Linked DNA regions of Sus scrofa: region 2 is linked to region 1. Evidence: chromatin contacts called from public HiChIP or PLAC-seq data. All regions are on one chromosome and are shown on one strand. The core of a region is the stretch at or near the end of the contact, and the rest is flanking DNA. Distances in the headings are between cores, read along the strand shown.

Evidence for each region. HiChIP or PLAC-seq counts read pairs in DNA pulled down with a chosen protein or histone mark.
Region 2: an H3K27ac HiChIP or PLAC-seq map of alveolar macrophages shows a contact between it and region 1. The contact joins two enhancer-like sites. A contact is called at or near these places in 1 of 47 Hi-C or Micro-C datasets (liver) and 1 of 2 datasets of contacts at active chromatin or transcription factors (alveolar macrophages).

Annotation. Positions count from the first base shown.
Region 1 is chr3:71,977,802-71,981,976 of Sscrofa11.1, reverse strand. All of the region lies in intron 1 of TGFA (transforming growth factor alpha), which reads right to left. Among named protein-coding and RNA genes, the nearest start is that of TGFA, 31 kb to the right of the region's middle. Within about 2 kb of position 1,291, at least 10 of the 83 cell types and tissues checked have an H3K27ac peak or open chromatin away from gene starts, as enhancers often do. A contact at or near this core is called in alveolar macrophages, where this site is marked.
Region 2 is chr3:72,180,647-72,184,815 of Sscrofa11.1, reverse strand. No RefSeq gene overlaps it. Among named protein-coding and RNA genes, the nearest start is that of FAM136A, 8.2 kb to the left of the region's middle. Within about 2 kb of position 1,590, at least 1 of the 83 cell types and tissues checked has an H3K27ac peak or open chromatin away from gene starts, as enhancers often do. A contact at or near this core is called in alveolar macrophages, where this site is marked.

The sequences.
Region 1 (4,175 bases), core at 42-2,541:
ACGGAAGAAGGAACCTCTATGCGTTATGCAATCAGCATGAACTAAGTTAGAATGACTTCCTAAAACTGAACTCTGAAAAAAGATGCTGGGATGGCCATACAGAGGCTGTGCCACCTGTGGGGTAGCCCGGAAACGACAAAGACAGGCAAACTTCTGCGCTGTGACCCGCCCCCCCACCCCAGTGCTCAGGATCAGTGCCCCCTGCCCCGGCCGTGCATGCTGTGAGGGCTCCTTTCCCCTTTTACTCAGAGTGTAGACACAGAAGCCCTTGACTCTCAAGGAAGAAACACGCTTGGACAGATAAAGCAATTTGCTCACAACTTTCGTTTAGGCTCTTGACATGAGAAACATCTCAGAAACTTCAGACTGCTTTTACTGCAGGCCTGGCCTGGATTTCCCAAATATTCCTACAGAGTGTTGAACCACTCATCTGGGCTGGAGTTGGGTGGGTGGGTGGGGGGACAAAATGGGGTGGGGGACGAGGAGAGAAAGGTAGTAAAATCACACATCTGCCCCGAACAATTCTTTCTTGCCGCTCAACAGACACTTTTTCTTTTGGCCATCCTGTGGCATATGGAGTTCCTGGGCCAGGGATCAGATCCAAGTCACAGGTGCAGCAACACGGGATCCTTAACTCACTGTGCTGGGCCAGGGATCGAATCTGCGTCCTGGTGCTGCAGAAACACTGCCGGTCCCGCTGTGCCACAATGGGAACTCCTGTTTTTGTTTTGGTTCATTTGAAAAAAAATTTTATTGGAATATAGTTGACTTACAAAGCTGTGTCAATTTCAGGCATTAAGCAAAATAAATAAGTTATATGTATACACATATCCTTTCCTTTCCAGATTCCTTTCCCATATCAGTTATTACACTGTATGGAGTAAATTTCCCTGGGCTATACAGTTGTTCCTTGTTACCCGTCCATTTTATATGTAATAGTGTGCATATATCAATCCCAACCTCCTCATTTAACCCCCCCCCCCCGTTTCCCCTTTGGTAAACATAAGTTTGGTTTCGAAATCTTTGAGTCTGTTTCTGTTTTGTAAGTTCTATTGTATCATTTCTACTAGATTGCACATATTACTGATCTCATATGACATTTGTCTTTCTCTGAACAGTCACGAACTTTGGAAGCACGCTCTTGGGGGTCCCCTGGGCAGATCTGGGAGGCCAGGTTTGTAATCCACGCACCAAGCGTTAAAGTGAGGCTTTCCTTCCAAAGGCAGGAAAAATCTGAGTGGTTCCACACAGTCAGCTGGGAACTTGTCACCATCTGCCTTTGCTGGCACTGCCACAAACCACTCTGGGTCAAAGGTAGCCAGTGACCTGCGGTACCGAAAGGAATGCTCTGCATACCTCTTGAGAGGAAGTGCCACTGGCTTGTCACAAACCATCCCTGAAAGAACAAACTGACTTCCCACCTTCCTCCCTGGCCCCGTATCCCACCAGTCACTACAGTGTCTGGACTCCACACCAACCTTTGCTTAAACAAAATTGCCACAAGAAAGCAAACACTGCCTGACTGCAGCCAGGACAGAACAGAGCCACTCACCAGTCTCCAGGGAGTGCGGTGGCGGCGGCGGCGGGGGTGTGTATGGGGGGGTACGGGGCTGAGGGGGAACTGCCCCAGCCTCAGAGCGAGTTCCTTCATCCCCTCTGCTCCTCACCTGGATGCTCCCAGCCGCCAGACTTGCAAAGATGTTTGGAGAACTAATTAGAGTTTGCAAAACCACCATGATCCACAGATGAAAGACACTGGGTTTTTATTCATAATTGAAGCAATATGAGAAGAATGGTTCCTTTCTATACCCTTATATCCCATGGAAAACAACTTCTTAGTGCTCTGGGCTCTCTCTGCAATCTTCAGTGGAGACCCTGTGATGGGAGGTGAAGCCTCTGCTTTCCCTAAGAGGGTCCCAAATCAAGAAGACAAGGTCAGGCCTCTTTCCCTTCTCAGGTGGGTGGGTACCACTTATTGGGCAGGTGCCAATCCCAGGCTTAGCACCAGGCTTTTTACAGGGATTATCTTATTTAGTCTTCACTATAACCCACAATATAGGGCACCTCCCGGCTCCCCTGCCTTTTGGTCCAGCCCATGGAAACACCCAATTTTACAGATGAAGAAACTGAGGCTTAGAGAGGTTGTGAAATTTGCCCAAGCTCCTGCAGTCAAATTCATTTCTTTCTTTCTTTTTTTAATAACTTTTTTTTTTTTTTTGTCTTTTCTAGGGCTGTACCCGCGGCAGATGGAAGTTCCCAGGCCAGGGGTCGAATCGGAGCTGTAGCCACCAGCCTACGCCACAGCCACAGCAATATGGGATCTGAGCTGCATCTGTGACCTACACCACGGCTCACGGCAACGCCAGATCCTTAACCCACTGAGAAAGGCCAGGGATGGAACCTGCAACCTCATGGTTCCTAGTCGGATTCGTTAACCACTACGCCACGATGGGAAGTCCCTGCAACCAAATTGAAACTCAAGTCTGTCTACCTCCTGTGCCCGAGATAGTGTTTAATTATTACCTCCCCACACAACAGTTACTTGGACCATGGCCTGTCACGACACACTGGTAGGTGTGTATTTACCATTTTCATCCCCTAAATGAGCCCAGACAACAGATTCAGCAGACCTAGCCTCCACATTTGATCCGCCTCTTCCACAGGTCACTTCTGAGGCCTCTGGGCATTTTCCCACTGCCTCCAGGGGCCCCACCCCCCACGAGCAAGGTCTGCTGAGAAGGGTTAAGGGTGTGACGCCAGACTCCAGACCGTCCCATCTTTGTAAGGCCAGCTGTCCCAGACTGCCAGCCCCCAGGGATCATGCCTGCAAAAGCTGGGCTGTGTAAAGGCCTTCCAGAAACATGTGGCCTTGGCAGGCTTCAAGCTCCTCAGACACACAGGAAATCCCTCCCTGGAGCACCTGTGTGGGACAGTATAGCTGCAGGGACAGCCGCCACAGTCCGTGGCTGGGGGAAGCCAACACACACCTCAGATGGAGGCTTGGCAGCCACTGAGGCCTCTCACCTGAAGTTCAAAGCTGGACGCGTGTGCCACAGGGCCACCCAGCCAGCCCCCCTCTGGTATCCCTGCAAGGCTGCTCCTGCCAGCATCCTATTTCTATTTAAATAGCTGCAAAGAGGGGAATCCCTGGATTGTGAACTTGAAAAAGAAAAAGGGGGTGGCGGAGAGGGGAAAACCATCTGCAAAGGAAGAAAGACCTTGTGAAAGGGGGATCCCCCACCTCAAGGTAGAGCAGGAACCCAGCCCGCCCTCCAGAAAGGACGGCAGTGCTTCTAATTCCGCTCTCTGGAACACAGAGAGATGGTTCCAACGGAAAGAATGTCGAGAGAGGCCACCCTATTTATCTGCTGAGCCCATGAGGTGCAGCCACCATGAAGCCACCCACCACTGTGCCAATGGAAAATGCTGCTGACAGATCAGGGTGCCCATCACCCCTGGGCCACAGCGCAGGGCACCCCCTCCGTGCAGCTCCTCATGCATGACGGATGGGGACCCAGCCTGTGCCTTCAGCATGGGATTCCCTCATCCTCTCCCCTGACATCGGCCTGGTGACCACCTCCCCTCCTCTGTGGATACTCGGCTGTAGTGCCCTGACCTGGGAGAAGCATCTTCTGGTCACCCTGGCAGAGTTGACCATGCCTTCCTCTGGCCTCTGCTGCAGCCAGTACCTGCTTCCAGGCTCCTACCGACTCCACTCTACAGACGGGTGGTTCGCTCTAGAAAATTGAGGGCTCCATGTCTCACCCATTTTTAGATCCCCTAAGCTAGGCTTCCTAAGGGAAGGTTTTGGTGTCCTAAGGTGAGGTTTTGGTGTCGAGGATGTGGGGAGGATGGACTGAGGGTGCAGCAGGTCCTTGGGGATGACGGATGTCTTGGATTTGGAGGGGGTGGTGAGGAAACAACTGATGGAGGCGGGAGGGGCGGGAATCAGGTGAGAGAGGCAGGAGGGCGTGTGGGTGTCTGGAGGGCAGCCAGGGTCCCCCCCACCTCTCCTACTGTGCTTGGGGCTGGGGATTCATAAAGGGCAGAGCAGGAGCTCAGCAAGTGAGGGTGGGACCTAGAAGGTGAGAATCCTGCGTCTCAGCACGAGGTCTTCAGGTGACGCCCATGGACAGCCATGTAGGGCGCAAAAATATGTCTAAGTGGGTCACGAG
Region 2 (4,169 bases), core at 341-2,840, 200 kb before region 1:
TAAGAATCCAATCCTGCCTTGCCATTAGCTGTGGTGTAGGTTGCAGACATGGCTTGGATCTGGCATTGCTGTGGAGATTTAAATGATGTAACTTATCTATAGGGCAAGGTATAGGCTGGCAGCTGCTGCTCTGATTTGGCCCCTAGCCTGGGAACTTTCATATGTTGCACCTGCTCTTGTAAAAAAATAAATAAATAAATAAAAATAGAATCTTGGCCATTGTCCATTTACATGGTCAGTGTCTCAGAAGTATTCTGACGGGCCATAGAAGGAGCAGCAGGGCAGGCCTCCTTCCCCAAGGCAGTTTTTCCCTCTAGAGAGGAGAGTGGTTGAATTTTGGGGACCTGTGGCAGCGTTTTCCTCTTCTCAGCTTATTGATGTGAAGGAGGCTGGGAAGACTGCCTGGAAGGAAGGAGCATGGCAAGATAAAGCTTAATTGGCTTCATTTGAGCTTTCTCTTTTTCCCCCTGGCCCGGTGGCATATGGAGTTCCTGGGCCAGGGATCAGTTCCGAGCCCCAGTTGTGACTAAGCTTCAGCTGTGGCGATGCTGGATCCTTAATCCACTGCTCAAGGCTGGGGATCGAACCTGTGTCCCATGCCTCCAAAGACACCACCCATCCCATTGCACCACAGTGGGAATTCCATCATATAAACTTTTTAAAGGAAAAGGAGTTTCTTTTCTTTTCTTTTTTTTAAAGAAAAGAGCCTTTTTATTTTTTTTGTATTATTTTTCTTTTTAGGGCCTCATCTGTGGCATATGGAAGTTCCTGGGCTGAGGGTTGAATCAGAGCTACAGCTGCTGGCCTACGCCACAGCCACTGCAACACTGGATCCTAGCTGCATCTGTGACCTATGCCACAGCTTGTGGCAATGGCAGATCCTTAACTCAGTGAGTGAGGCCAGAGATTGATCCCAAATCCTCATAGATACTAGTTTGGTTCCTTAACCACATGATGGGAACTCCATTTCTGTTGTTTTAAGCCACCCCATGTGTCATACTTTGTTACAGTAGTCCTAGGAAACTAATGTACATGTAAAATAATATTCAGCTTCACTATATATGTAAGAAATCAAAAATAAAATGCATCACTATTCTTTATACCATGGTTCAACTTGTTAGGTAGCAGGATAAGACCTAGTGCAGGTGAAGATGAGGGGAAAAGGAACATTTATACAATGGTGGTGGAGATTTAAATGATGTAACTTATCTATAGGGCAAGGAAGAACACTTGACAATATATATCAAAAAGCATAAATACATGAAAACTCCTTGACCCAATAATCTTTCTACAGGGAGGAACCTAGAGAAATAATCAGACATGTTTGGAAAGATATGTGAACAAGAATGTTTAGTACAGCATTTATAGCCTTCCATTTTTTTTCATTTTTTAAATTACTCAAATGAATTTATCATTATACAACTACAGATGTGATAAATTCATTTTAGCCTTCCATTTTTGGAAGCAACTAATTACATAACTGTAGAAAATTGGCTAAATAACTAGTGAAAGGAGGAGTTCCCATCATGGCACAGCAGAAATGAATCTGACTAGGAACCATGAGGTTGTGGTTTTCGATCTCTGGCCTTGCTCAGTGGGTTAAGGGTCGGGCGTTGCTGTGAGCTGTGATGTAGGTTGCAGATAAGGCTCAGATCCCATGTTGCTGTGGCTGTGGTGTGGGCCAGTGGCTACAGCTCCAATTCAACCCCTAGCCTGGGAACCTCCATATGCTGTGGGTGCAGCCCTAAAAAGACCCCCCCCAAAAAAAAACAACAAAAAACAAAACAACCTAGTGAAAGTACTATACAATGGAGTACCCTGAAGACATGAAGGTGCTGTGTGAGTGGTTTCTGTTGACATGGATTATATTGAATTGATCGAGTTACTTGAGAAATCAAGTAACAAAAGAGCCTGTACAGAATGATTTTATGTTTATAAGAAACAAACAGGAGTTCCCGTCGTGGCGCAGTGGTTAACGAATCTGACTAGGAACCATGAGATTGAGAGTTCGATCCCTGGCCTTGCTCAGTGGGTTAGGGATCCAGCATTGCCAGTGAGCTGTGGTGTAGGTCGCAGATGTGGCTCGGATCCTGCATTGCTGTGGCTCTGGCATAGGCCAGCAGCAACAGCTGTGATTCGACCCCTAGCCTGGGAACCCCTAGAAAAGGCAAAAAGAAAAAAAAAACAAAAAAAACAAAAAAAAACCCAAACCTGTATATATCCACAGAAAGAAGTTTAGTGAGTTACACAATAAAATGTTAAGCTTTGTTACATATGGGTGATGGGATTACAAATGATTAGAATTTTCTTCTGAATGTTTACACAGAGTTTCCATGTTTTCCTCAATAAATATGTCTCCCTCGGTTACACAAATATCCTCTCAAGTTAGAACATCCCATCATAATTAAGGAGCGAGAGAGTGAGAACTGGTCAGCTCTTGTAATACTGCAAGTCACTCAAAACAGCAACACTTTACAATTATAATTTTTTATTCTTCCCCACAAAGCCTTAAGGCCACATCACTGCCCAGATAGACTAAGTGGACAAAAGGAGCATGGGAAAGTTCTGGCACACAGCAGGGAGCTGGCACTGTGGATTTTTGTTTTCATCTTGATTTCGTCTGTAATCACAGCTCTGCCCACACGGCTTTAATGAGAGCGTCTCCTTACCTGGCTTCCTGAGCAAGGCATTCCTTCCCTCTTGGATCACAGAATGCCATGCTGCTTCTCCAGGACATGACCCATCCTAGCTCAGCGCCTCCTTGCCAGTAAGTCGCTCTATCTTTGGTACCAAGAATTTCATTGCCATAAAGCGGTGTTCCCCGCCCCCTCCGCTTCTCACCTCCTTCGACTTGAAGTAAATACCCTCCTATTCAGTCTCCTGCTGTCCTGACCATGTCAATCATTTTAAGGGTTAACAGAATTATCTTTCCTCTGTCTGTAGCTTTGGGAAAGCAGGTGAGCTGAAGAAAAGGGACACGATGGAGCTTTGACTTCTATTCTGACGGGCTTGCCAGAGGATGCACAGTCCTGCCCAAGAGGCATCCTGATAATGTGTTTACAGGAGTTAATCATAATCAGAGGATCTGTTATTAACATCTCCATGTACATATGTATATGCACATATATACACATTAGGATCTACGAGGTGTTCCATAATTGTTATTTATTTTAATATTGAGGATGCTTTTGGTTGGGCTGATTTTTTTTTTTTTTTTTTCATTTTGGGCTGCCCCCCGGCATACGGAGTTCCTGACCCAGGGGTCAGATCCCAGTCACAGTTGTGACCTATGCCACGGCTATGACAATGCTGGCTCCTTAACCCACTGGCAGGGGATTGAACCTCTGTTCCAGCACTCCAAAGACGCTGCTGATCTGATTGAACCATATCGGGAACTCCTTGGCTGACTTTTTCCTTTCATTCTTCTGAGCTCATCAGTGAAGTGGAACTTGGATGATTAAGGACAGACATTGGAGTAGCTTTTCCTTTGAAGGACAGATTTGTGATCAGAGGTTAAGCCTGTCAAATGGGACTGGTCCTGCCTTGTATTCTTTGTTGTTTAAGACCGCTGGCATGCTGGGGAGAGGAGTGGCTCTGGGTATGTGCCCAGTGCCCTTATAACCACTTTGGTTCCTAAAGAGCATATTCAAAGACCTTGGATTACTTATTTATTTCTCCAAAACCTTTCTGGGCTGTTCTGAGGAGTACACGAAATAACCACATGCTTGGGACTGGCATATCTTTGGTAGTAAATAAATAGTTTATTTATTTATCAAAGGTTGTATATTGATCAGTTGACAAAAATGTTGGAACCAGAGGCTGGCAGGGATCCAACTCTGTCTTTTCTCTGGGCACAGCAGTTTTTTTTTTGTTAATTCAATGTTCCTGGAAAATTTAAAAAACATGACTATTGTGAATAATGAAATTGGATGTACTTTGCCTCACCCAAGAGAGAGGATCTCTGCCTCTGAAGATTCCCACGTGCCTAAGGAGGGTGGGAGTGATGAGCTGGCAGCTAGAGGACATCTCAGTGTCATCCCTCCAGCTCTTGGTTTGTGTGGCTCAGAGTCAGGCCCTCCCTCTCTTGCACCTTGGCGTCCTCCAGGTGCCCAGAGATGCCAATAGAACCTTACGGCTTAAACTTTTTTTTTTTTTTTTTCTAGGGCCAC